Regions from separate parts of the Mus musculus genome. Here region 1 is linked to region 2. A link is a contact called in public HiChIP or PLAC-seq data. All regions are on one chromosome and are shown on one strand. Each heading gives the region's core, a stretch centred on a gene start, on an enhancer-like site or on the middle of the called end of the contact. The rest is flanking DNA. Distances are from core to core; before and after follow the strand shown. Region 1 holds the start of Septin6 (septin 6). Region 2 overlaps Septin6 (septin 6).

Region 1 (6,156 bases), core at 2,075-4,574, 33 kb after region 2:
GAAGCAGTCTTCTTCTCAATGGCAGGTGGCAACTGGAGGCCAGCTGCTCCAGGACAACCCTGGCTTATGGCAACTCTTGCTGTCCTTGCAAGATGGCTCATTAGGGGCAGTGGCCTGATTGTAACTGGTAAAAGCAACACTGTTCTCATTGTGGGTACGATCTGTTCAAGCCTAGTGATTTCCAAAGCACAGTACTTACAGTCTGAACTAAAACTGCAACATTGAGCCAAGAGATAGAGCTTTTAGTTGACTGTACTGTGCCCTCCTAGGTCACCCTGAACGAGTCAGGCACGTAACCTCTCAAAATACAGAACAATGACAGTTCAAGTCACCTCATAGGTGGGACACACCCCAGGGAACTTTTTATTAGTTCTTTAATTACCTCAGTATCCACAATGTGTGTCTCCAACTAGGCTAGAACCTTGAAAGCCATGTATGCTACTTTTTTTTTGGTATGGTTGACAAGGGCTGGTTGTATAGTACTATTCACATCAGTCAAACAAGTACACTTTGCATAGGGCTCTCATGCAGAATCATTTCTGGAGTTCATTCAGATGAGATGCAACTGAATTACAAATTTCCAAAGGGCCAAATGTAGGCCCTGCCCAACAACTGCCGTGCCAGGTTTACCACTAACAATGTTTGATGGCAGTGACCCTCCAGGGAATCCGTGAAGACGCTGAAACACACATACCAAGACAGTCTCTCACCATGCCTCAGAATTTACTAAGAAGAACTTCTAAATTTGCCACACATAGCCTGGCTCGCTGGTCTTCTCTTCCCAAGCCCTAGACACATGCTCCTTTGAAGAAACCAGAAGCAACGAGCCACCCAAAGACTCTTGAGTTAATTCCAGCTTCCCCTGGTGAATTACAACTTTTTGCAGACACAAAGGAAAGCAGAGAGACAAATGACACATAAATAAGAGCTTCGCTGGCTTGAGGGAGGGAAGCATGGAGAGTGACGTCAGTTTTCCCAGAGACCCACTTATCATGATAACAAAGTCTCAAATGCTCGGTCTGCTCCAGAATTTGCCATACAATTATGTTTTTCAGTTTACAATGTGGTAAGGCCAGCCAGAGCAAAGTGGAGCCACCCCAAAGCAAAATCAAGGGACACCCCCAAACCACCCCCTTGCTGCCCTCCCCATCTGCAGAACAAAGGTGATCTCTGGATTGTTGGAGTTGTGCCTAAGGTGAAGCAACCTTCTGGAATCTTCTCCCTCACCATCATCAGCCTTGCAATCCTAATCCAGGCAAGGGAGACTGGTGAGGTGAGGGCAGGTCAATGCAAATTCATTAAAGCAAGAAAAAAAATCATTATAGTGTTGTGGGTTTTTTGTTTTTGTCACTAAGGATAGAGCAAGTATAAGCCAGGAGATGGATTCATCTTCTTAAAACTATAGCATCTTTAGAATGCAGATAAGAAAGTCACCCTGGTTGTCCTCAAAACACTAGAAGCAACAAATATCACAGCATCAATCTTGAGAAATCTCTCAAATTCCATCATTGTCAAGCAGCGTCTCACAACTGCCTCTACCTTCTACACCATGGCTGCATAAGGCTGGGCTGTACACGGGGTGGATTAGGTTTCGAATAAACCACCCCGTCCTTCCAAAGCCAGACAGGAAATGGAATAAACTTCTTTATCTGTAGAGAAAATGCTATCAGATTGGAGACTCAGATTTAGACAACAAATCAATTGCAATTACACCAACTCCCCAGAGGCTGCTCCCCACCCCCTCCTTTTGCACAGGAGTCTCATTGCACAGGCTGTTCATAAATGGGAGGTTACAGGGTTATCATTTTTCATCCAGCAGTATTTGGGGTAGTGGGCTATGCCTGGCTGCCTTCTACCTCATTCTGCTTCAGCTTATTGTGCTGATGCGCTGGTGGAATTGTCACCACTTTTCATCTTTGTAAGCAAACTTCAGACCTAAAACAAACAAACATGGAACCTCGGGTTCCTGGGTATGATTTCTCTGCACATCCCAGGCTGGAAAACTTTAGTTTTTTAAGATGATTTTTTTTTTCCTCCAGAGTTGATCGCTACCGAAAGAGAGAACACTGCTTCTGCAAGTCTCACACTGTTCTCGTTGGTCTCTACAGAAAGATGTTAGCGCCACAGGTTTTAGCATATAAACCCATGTACACTGAACCCAAGACCGACGCTCAGGGAACCGTCCAGGAACGTGCCAAAATACCCAACCAGCCACCTACAGGCTGGGATAAACTGCATCCCTCCCTCCCTTCCACAGATACACAAATGGGACCCCGTGGGACACAGCACAAGTGGACACAGCATTGGAACACAGGGACACACACCGTAGAGGTGAGCACACAGAAACAGGCCAACTCATTTAGGGTCACATAACCCTGCCACGGGGAAGGCAGGAGGGCGCGCATGCACATATATGCGCACACGCTGATACCCATACAGACGCAGTCACGTATATAATGCATATGGAGAAACCCTACTCCAGCTAGTCACCTCCCCGCCCCCCTCACCACACTCTGCCTTAGGTCCCGGGCTACCCCCCAGCTCCGCGCCCCTCTATCTGAGCAAGCTGGAGTCCCAGCAGGCAGCTGTGGCAGGGGCGCTCCCAAGCTAAGAGGACAGGGGCCCCGGAGGGCTCCAGACCCATGCTGCCATTCATTCGGCAACGCCCCAGCGGCGGGGCCGCAGCTGCAGCAAGGGAGGCGGAGGCGCTCACTGCAGCTCTCTCCGGCGATGCAAGTTCAGCTGCCCGCCAGTATGCTTCTCCAACCCTCCCGCCCCCCCACCCTCCCGCCAACACAGGTCTCCAGGACATGCTGCGGGGAGAGTAGACTGAGCCGCTGACCCCAGGAGCAAAAAGTCCCGCCTTGCCTCTTTGCTCCTGGATGCTACCCCATTGCCCTCCTCGTGGTAGTGGTGGTAGTCGAGCCGCAACCAAGTCTGCTCGGCCGTCCCCAGCCCCACACCCTCAACCCCTAGCCCGGGGACTGGTATCCAAGCCCTACACTCACCACCTGGCGAGCTATATCGGCCGCTGCCATCGCTCCTTGGTCCGCCAGGGCTGCTTCGGGTGCCTCCGCAACGGGAGCTGCTGCACAGGAAACAGAAGAGCTCCTCCGACAAAGAGAAAGTGTTACACTTCGGGCGCGACCAAGTCTGGTGGAGGGAGGTGCCAGGGAGGGGCCCCCTCACCGCTGCTCCAACCCCAACCTCTCCTCTATCACCCACCCCCTCAGAGTAGGTGTGGGGAGGGGACGGATTGGCCGCGCTGCCTTCCCCTAGGGCGAGCCCAGTTCCAGTTCTCTCTGCAACCCGAGTCTCGGCCTCTGTGAAGGGGGCGGGGGCTCCCCTCGGTGACCACGTCCTCCGCCCCCCCCCCTCCCTGCCGCTACTGGGCTCCGTGGTACGTCCCGACCTCTGCTGAATTGTCACACACACACACACACACACACACACACACACACACACACACACCCTGTTTTCCTTTACATCCCTGAGCCCCCAGACCTGAGGCTGGAAGGGTGTCCTGGCTCCTCCCCCTCCTACTCTTTGCTCCTAGGCTGAGATCTGCAGTCCGCTTTCTTTTCCCAGCCCCCATAACCTCTTGTGCTCCCAACTGAGAACCCTGGGTGCCTGGGTGGGAGCATTGGTCTCTGGAGTGTCAGTGCTTTCCCGTAGTCTACCCTAACTAATCCTGTTATCTCCTTGGGTTGGGGAGGGGCGGTGGCAGGACAGGGGTTGCAGCACCTGCAGCGCCACCACATTACAGCTTAGAAATGGAGCATTAACTGGGGAGCTGCAGTGCAGCCCCACAACTGAGCTGGGACTTGTGGAGGACATCGCTCCTGTCCTGAGGTGCAGTAGGAGCCCAGCTCTCCACTACTGTACCAAATAGAAACTGACGTCACTGGTCCCACTCTGGTCCCTCCTCTCAGTATGAACAGGGCGAACAGGGATGCAGAACATCCCACCTTTTAGGTTAGAAGCCAGAAGGGAGTCTAAGAATGGGAACTGAAGGTCTCTAGCTCTGTTGAGGCAGATGCAGATACAGGAGGGGTAATCATTCTGTCCAGTTCCAATCGTTCCTCAATACTTATTCATCCCAGGACCATATGGCTGACCTGGGACAGCTCATAACATCCAAAGGCTAGAAAGATGCCTGCCTGCTCTCCTTTTCCTCCCAGACAACTGCCATTGGTGGCCCTCTTCCTGGCATGCTTCCCACCTCCCTAGCCTTGGAGTCCACCCCTCTCCTCTTCTCTCTCTCTCTGTCTTGGGATTGGCTTTTTTGTTGGCTCCGTATGATTGATGAACTTGGTGAGATATGGTTTCTCAAAGGCCCAGGAGGCCCCCACTTCAGAACGATAGGATCTTAGGTCTCTCTCCTGAGGAGGGGACAGCAGAAAACAAGAAAGAACCAGGGAGAGGGATCTCACACAAAGACCAGGCCTAGAAAGTATAGGGAGAGCAGAAGCAGGGAACCAAAGTGTCTACAATAGAACTGCCCTGGTCCTGCACTGCACCCAGCAGTGAATGCTTCTCGTGTTCTCTCGGGGACTCTTCAAGTAACCTCTACATCCTGAGCACAAGGACTCTCTGAAACGTGTCCCCAGTGCTGAAAGCAGGATCCCATTAAGTGATCCCTGTTTCATCAATGTTCTAGATACTCAAGAGAGTGGGCTAAAAGAGAAGAGCCTGGAACAGTCAGAGGCCACAGGGTGGGTGACGGTATCAAGGAAGAGAAGCAGCTGTAATTTCTGAGACCCCCAGGACCACTTGGGGGAAGGCCTAGGCCCTGGACTGATGTAGTACAAACATATAAAGCCAAGACTAAAATTGAGGAACTGCTTTAAGGTTTGGGCCTCAACCGGATGGGGGTGGGGAAGCAGAGGCGCTGGCTGCTTCCAGGCTAGGCCTCCAGTAGGTAGCCTTTGAGTCTTCCCCTGACAAAGGCTGGCACATAGTAGATGACAAAGGGCCTGGGCCGAGCTCTGTTACTGGCATGGGATTTGGTTGAAAACAGACTTAAGAGCTGCTACAAGGAGGGTTGTGCTGGATGGAGGTTGTGGGGACCCTGTGAAGAGTCATGCCTGCCTCTAGCCCCTACATACACATCCCACATAAGACATCAGAGCACTGGGGACACTTCAGCACAGATACCTTGGTGCCCTACGGAAGTAGCACACTCAGCTGCCTGTCCCTAGAGGGGATGAGAACCTGAACAAGATCTTTGTACAATGCACGACCTCCCAGCCTGAGATAGAGTATGTAATTCAAATCCCCTGCAATGCCCTTGTTGCTTCCTTACCTGCTGTCTGCCATTACAAAGACCGTTCAGTTCTACAGGAGTTTTGGAACTGGTTTGAGTCCGTGCTTCTCAATCTTTTCAGTCTGGCTTATCTTCTCAGGCACAGGGGAGGCAGGAAGACTGAGAAGAGAGAAGAGATATCATAAATGGTCAATTGGTAAGTTTTGTTTCTTCTCTCCTCCTTTTGTGATAGGGAAAAAAAACTTTGGGAAATTAAACACAAAAACAAGAGCAGAGGTTAGGGGGAGAGGCTGGGCAGTTAATTGAGTTGGTAGAGCACCTGCCTAGCATACAGGAAAGCCTGGATCTGATTTCCAGCACCACATAAATCAGGTGTAGTATCTCTACTTACTCATGCTCTCAGTACTTCAGAAGGGGAAAGCAGGAGAACTGCATATTCAAGGTTATTCCAGCTACAAGTCAAGTTCAAGGCAAGCTGGGCTGAGTGAGATTCTGTCTCCGTTATTTTTTTAAAGAAGGAATAGGGGAGGCTTTTTGTGAGGAGGCTTCTGGTAAAGATGAATTTTTGGACTCATGGGCACTGTAAATCCTGACACTTGGAAGGTGAGGCAGGAGGATTAGGAGTTCAAGGTCACGGTCAACTACATAGTGAATTCAAGGTCAGCCTTGGTTACAGGACACCCTATCTTTTTTTTTTCAGCACTCACTTTCTGTGAAAGCACAATTAGTAGTGTTCCTGAAAGGACACCCTATCTTAAATCGTAATAAAAGCATACCTAAGAACATGAGGTACCACAGAGATGGCTCAGCAGATAAAGGAACAGCTTCTTGAACCCTGAGTTCAATTCTGGGATCTACATAGTAGAAGGCGAGAACCAAGTCTTACATTT
Region 2 (6,225 bases), core at 1,732-4,231:
TGATCATTTCAGACTTTCATTTGATCTCTCAGGCTCCAAAATGATTCTTGACTCCATCAGTCACATGATAGTCTGACAGCTTCCTTTACCAGCAGAGCTGAGACCACAAATCTCATACAACCTCATCTCCTGAGCTTTAAAGATGTACCCACCCTCCCATTTCCTTCTCATCTAAGGATGAAGTATCTCTCAGCTCTGCAAGGCTTGTTATCCTTGTATGCGTGATCATCCTTTGCAGCCTCTTTGGGATCCTTGGTCCATGCTCTGTCTCCTCTCTTCCTACTGACTCTTTCTCCTCAACTCTTGAGCATACTTAAGTCTTCTCTCATCTCAAAAGAGAACTCTTCTTAACCCAATCCAATCCTCCTCAACTCTGATCCTCCCCAACAATGTTCCTGTGCCTTCCTTTCCCTAAGCAGTCAAGTTTTGAATCTATACCTAGCACAGAAGCTCAATAAATATTTAATGAGTGGAGAGAGATTTCTTATTTTTTTCTTTTCAGTTTTTTAAAGAAAGGGTCTCATATAGCCCAAGCTGGCCTTGAACCCACTATGTAGTAGAGAATGACCTTGAACTTTTCTTTTGCAGTAGATGGCTATTGATACAGAGACCTACAACTGGACAACATAAACAGTGAGAGACCTTGGAGCACTCAGCCCTAAGTGGGATGTTTTTACCAAACCCCTCCCTTCTAGGCTCAGAGATCTGTGTAAAAGAAGAGATGGAAAGACTTTAAGAGCCAGAGGTGATGGATGACTCCAAGGAAACAGAATCTTCTGGACACAACAGTGCCGATGCACATATGAACTCATAGAGACTATGACAGCACACAAAAGACCTGCACAAGTTTAAGTTAGTCAAAATTCCAACACAGAGATGGGGGAATGCAAAGTCCCACCCCCAACCAAGAAGCTATTTGCAGTTGATAACTGCTGTGAGGGGAAAATCAGTTTTCTCCAATAGATTGACAGTGGCTGTATTCTAAGGCAGGCCCCATACTCAGGAGGAATCGATCAACACACAACAGACTCCATATTTTTCCATGTGTGTGGGGTTTTTGTTGTTGTTGTTGTTATGATTCAGTGATTTATTTTGTTTTTGACTTAGGGTTTGGTTTGTTGTTTGTGTTCTTGATTTTTTTTCTCTATTTGGAGAGAAAGAACGTGTAGTTGGGTGAGTAAGGAGGTGTGTAGATTCTGGGAAGACTTGGGGGAGGGGAAAGAATATGATCAAAATGTAATATATGAAAAATGCAAAAATTAAGAAATATTTATGTATGTTTTTACATATATGGGTGTTTAAGCTGCATTCACACGTATGTGTACCATTTGGATGCAGTGCCCTCACAGGGCATCATATTCTCTAGTACTGGAATTACAGATGGTTATGGGCTGCTCAGTGGGTGTTAACAATTGAACCTCAGTCCTCTGGGAGTCAGTGTTCTTAACTGCTGGGCCATCTCTCCATATTCATTTTTCACTTGATATCTCAGGCTCCCATATGATTCTTGACCCCATTAGTCACATGATAGTTTGGCAGCTTATTTTACCAACAGACCCAAGGCCACAAAGCTCATACAACCTCATCCCCTGAGCTCTAATCATATGTTCATTTTAAATCACATCTATATGTGGGGTTGATATGAGCACATGAATATGAATGTCTGGGGAGGTTAGAGTTATCAGGTCCCTTGGAGTTATCATTACATGTGGTTATGTGTTACATGACATATATGTGCTGAGAATTTAACTCTGTCCTCTGAGAAAGCAGTATGTACTCTAACTGCTGAACCATCTTTCTAGCCTTAGGGCCCTGAACTTTTGACCTGTCTACTTCTATCTACCAAGTGCTGGGATTACTGGCATGTGCCACCATACTCAGATTCAAATCGAAGTTTCTTGAAAAGAACAATCTTTTTAGCTTTTTTTTTTTAAATCTAATTCACTCTTCTATTCACTGTAGACTATTTTCTATCCTGTGCCAGCATCCTAGTTAATACATCTTATGGATAGTTTTGTTATCAAATGATGAAACCTTACTGGTATTCTCTTATTTTTCCCTACTAATATATAGCTCATGCATTCATTCACCAAATACATACCGAATACCAGCTATATTCAGGGTGGCTAACTTGTACTTATCCTTGACAACTTCAAGACTAAGCCCAGCGTTTTCTGACCACCTGCTCACCCTGCTTATCAACCTGCATTCTGGACTCTCACAGCAAGGCTTGGCCAATTGCTACCCCTTCTTGTTTCCACACTGTAAACCCCTGCTATCTATTACTGACTTAACCCCATTTATGCATACATATTCATCCCCTCCACCAAGATGAAAGCTCCTTACCCAAACACTGGGCTTTATAGCCTACTAGTAGGCTGGAAGGATGGGTCAGATGATAAGAGTCATTCGCTGCTGAGCCAGACCACCTGAATTTGACACTCTGGTCCCACATGGTGGCAGGAGAAAGCCAACTCCTACAGGTTGTTTCTGACCTCCAGGCACACACCATGGCACCAGCTGGCTAGCACAGCTGCTATAGTATAGCTAGTTCCTCAGAAACAGAAACAGTCCATACTGAAAGGAAATTCCTTAAGCCAAAAGGTAAACATCTCAAAATAGCTTCAGGGAGTCCCTGAAACTGAGCAGACTCACTTAGGCACCTCCCTTCCTAGTAAGCAATAAAGACTGCCGAGAGTCACTCTTCAGTCTCACCAACTGTCAATTAAGCCAAGCTGCAAAGGATACTTTCAGACCACACCAGCTTCCTGGAAGCAGAAATAGGCCAAGAAGCCTGGAAGAGGGTTCAACCAACTGAGTCACTTGGAAAGGACACTCCCCAACTTGTTGAACTGCCTGAAGCCTGTGCAGTGTACTTCAAGTCCCCAGTTTTTGTGAGCTGTCACCCATGTTGGGGTGGGCTTTGGTGAGGCAACTATCCTTGACTCACTTCTGCCCTGTAAGTAACCCCTCACCCATATTACTGTCTAGCAACCCCAGTAAACCTTGTGAATCATCACAAGGCTGAACTTTGCTGGTATCCATGCTTTGTCGTGGGCTCCTTATCTGGGGTGAGTAAACGTGTGTCATGTCTCCCCAGGAAAAGTCTCATCACACAACACTGTCCTCACATGCATACAGTAAATAAATAAATGCAATGTTTCTTAGTGCCACTAGCCTCTCACACAGTTCCTGGCACACTGTAGACATTTGTTGATAAACTGAACAAGTTCCTCCATACTCACTTGAATCTTAAGTTTGGTGGATTCTCTCTGAATCAAGTCTACCTCCTCTTCTTTATCCTATAACTTTCAGTTCCCTGTTTAAGCCTTCCTAATTTCTCCTATCCTAAAGAACTGCCCCTGCCTTCCTTATCTCCCTTTGCACACTGCCTTATCTCTTTCCCCAGCTTTTAAAATCCACTGTCTACACCTACTTTATTTCCGCTTTTCAAGCGCCATCCTTTAAATTTCCTTTCAGTTATACAAACAATCTATGCATGCATGCTTCCTGCTTTATCAGTAATCACTACTGTCTGTCTGTTGAATATTGTTCCAGAGATTTCCTATATAGTTTTATGCAGATGTAGAGGAGATTACTTGTTTTTGTGAGAGGGAGAATTTTCATAAATGGCACAGTGAAACAACTTCTCATTTTTGTTAACAGCATGACCTGATGATGTATCCATGTGAATGTAAGCTGCAAATATGATCCCATGGTATGGTCACAACACAGCTAATGTAGCTGATTTACTTATGGACAGGTAGGCAGGTTAAAGGTTTTTCATTTGATAGCCAATGCTGCAGTGGACACTATTGCTTCCTGTAAGCACGTGTGTGTGTTTTCTGGGCAATGTAAAGGAAAGGAGAATTGCTAGGCCATGAATTATTCACATTCAAAAATTTAATGGATGCTGCCAAATTTGCCCTCCAAAAAAAATCTGATCAATTCACACACCCACATGAATGAAATTCCCTGGTGGCAGTGGCTATTATATCATCTTTTATTATTGCAAATCTGAGAGAGGAAAAATCATGTTTTTTTCCCTCATTGCTGGGGAAGCTGAATGAACATCATTTCATAGTGTTGACTGTTCCATTTGTATCTCTCTTCCTAGTCAATTATCTGTTTATCTCTCATGGAATTACAGAAGCCCTTTTTTCATTTAAAATCCATTTCTATTACACAGGTTACAAATATTTTTGCCCCATTTGTAGTTTGATTTCACTTTTGCTTTATGGTATTTTTATATTTTAAAACATAAGATATCTTTATTTTTAAAAATTTTATCATTTTTATTTATATGTATGTGCTTGAGTATGTGCACGTGACAGTAAGCGTCTGCCACAGAGGCATCAGATCCCTTGGAGCTAATTACAGGTAGCTGTGAGCCAACTGATGTGGATGCAAGAATCAAACTCTGGTCCTCTGGAAGAGCAGTATGTGCTCTTAACCATGACACCGTTGCTCCAGCCCTCAACAACTTTTCCTCTAACTTAGACCCAAACACTCTTTCCTTTTGTGAATTTTAGACTGTTTCACAATTCTAAAAGCTTTCTCTACCCCCAAAGTTATAAAAATATTCTCCGACATTTTCTCTTTATATTTTTAGAATTTGTTTTTAGTCCAACAGGAATCTATTTTTATAAGCGGTGTTTGGATGAGAGGGTCTCATTTTATGTTTTTCTAGACGGATGGCCTATTTTCCCCAGCAGCACTTCTTCAATGGTCCATTCTATCCCTGCTGACTTATAGAGGTGAAAGGTCCATGCAAATGCAAATCTCACCCTGTCCTCATGGTTCTACTCTATTGCTTCTCCCCCACCCATGTTGTGATGCCTCCTGTCCCGTTCACAAGAATGCCAACCTAATTTCTACCTACAATCTTCTGAGAATAATCAGTCCTAAATATATTGAAAGTTTTCATCCTGCCACATCCAATAGACTTTTTCTAATTCTCCTTTTCTTGTACACTATTTATTTTTTTCCCATAAATGCTACATAATGCTATATTCTCCTTTGATTCTTACCAGTAAAATCATGCTCATAATAACACATTCTATTTGTTAGGTAGTTATACTGTACCAGGTATGGTTTCAGCATTTTTTTTTGTCATCCATGTCAAGTATGTTATACCATATCCTGATAGTGTAAAGATTATTATGGACATTGTACCCATTTTACAGGTGATTTAAAAACTGATACATAGTCAATTGGACAATCTTGCCTTTAAAGGTCCCTGGTCTAGCAAGTGGCAATATGAGATCAGAACCCAGGCCTGCCTGTGACAAAAGCTTAAATTCCTAGCCACTCTTCTCTCTAGCTGGTCTTGAAAAGTCTTACTTACCCCTGGGTTCTTTTTTTTTTTTTCCTCTAGCACTCCTTATTCTTTTTCTTCTTTCATTTATTATCAGTATTCGGGATTTTATGTGTGGTTGATTGTTTTGGTGGTATTTATTTTGAGAGAAAGTCTCACTATGCAGTCCTAGCTGGCCTTGAACTAAATAAGTAGACCAAGCTGCAAGTAGTGTGTGTGTGTGTGTGTGTGTGTGTGTGTGTGTGTCTGTGTGTGTGTGTGTGTAATTTTAGACAATGTCCCATGTTGTAAACAAGCTGGCCTCAAACTCACTCTGAAGCTGAAGCTGGCTCTGAATTCCTGATCTTCCTGCCTCTGTGTCATAGGGATACATGCCTCATGTACTGGGATTCTATGCATGTATGATTCTAGGCATGTATCCTTGTGAACAGCAAAACATCACCAAATCCATTTGTTTGTTTGTTGACAAGGTCCCAAGTATCCGAGGCTAGCCAGAGATTCACTGTACAGTAAGGATGACATTGGACTGCGGAGTCTCCCGATTCTACCTTTCTGATGCTAGGACTACAGGTGTGTGCCACCATGCCTGGGGGCATGCTGATGACCAGACCCAGGGCTCTGTGCATGCTAGGCAAGTGCTCTACCAACTGACCTCCAGCAACAGTTCCTATTTTAATATTTTTAAGACAGGGCTTCAGTCTGTAGCCCAAAATAGCCCTAAACTCTTGGTCTTTCTGCCACAGCCTCCTGCATGCTTGGATTACCAAGTACAGGAAGTGCAAGGATGTAGCAACTAATGTGACTTCCACCAGTTTGGGTTATTTCGTCCTTGTTTAAACAGATGCTGTGGAAAGGACGGGGTCTTCTGAAGACCTGTTTCAATGGAGTTGCACTGACATATTTGTGGT

The links. HiChIP or PLAC-seq counts read pairs in DNA pulled down with a chosen protein or histone mark.
Region 1: a contact with region 2 is called in an H3K27ac HiChIP or PLAC-seq map of the HPC-7 cell line, with 6 times the contacts expected there. The contact joins the promoter of Septin6 here to the enhancer-like site in region 2. A contact is called at or near these places in 5 of 39 promoter capture datasets (the 3T3-L1 cell line, embryonic stem cells, liver and 2 more), 1 of 15 datasets of contacts at CTCF or cohesin (CD8 T cells), 4 of 484 Hi-C or Micro-C datasets (cortical neurons, embryonic fibroblasts, ganglionic eminence and 1 more), 6 of 115 datasets of contacts at active chromatin or transcription factors (the 230-238 cell line, CD8 T cells, the HPC-7 cell line and 3 more) and 3 of 9 other capture datasets (adipose tissue, liver and pancreatic islet).

Annotation. Positions count from the first base shown.
Region 1 is chrX:36,986,371-36,992,526 of GRCm38.p6, forward strand. It overlaps Septin6 (septin 6), which reads right to left and starts at 3,325. Exons shown (of 10, transcript NM_019942.5): 1 at 3,009-3,325. The coding sequence starts at 3,038.
Region 2 is chrX:36,953,455-36,959,679 of GRCm38.p6, forward strand. All of the region lies in intron 3 of Septin6 (septin 6), which reads right to left. Among named protein-coding and RNA genes, the nearest start is that of Septin6, 33 kb to the right of the region's middle. Within about 2 kb of position 2,982, at least 10 of the 459 cell types and tissues checked have an H3K27ac peak or open chromatin away from gene starts, as enhancers often do. A contact at or near this core is called in the HPC-7 cell line, where this site is marked.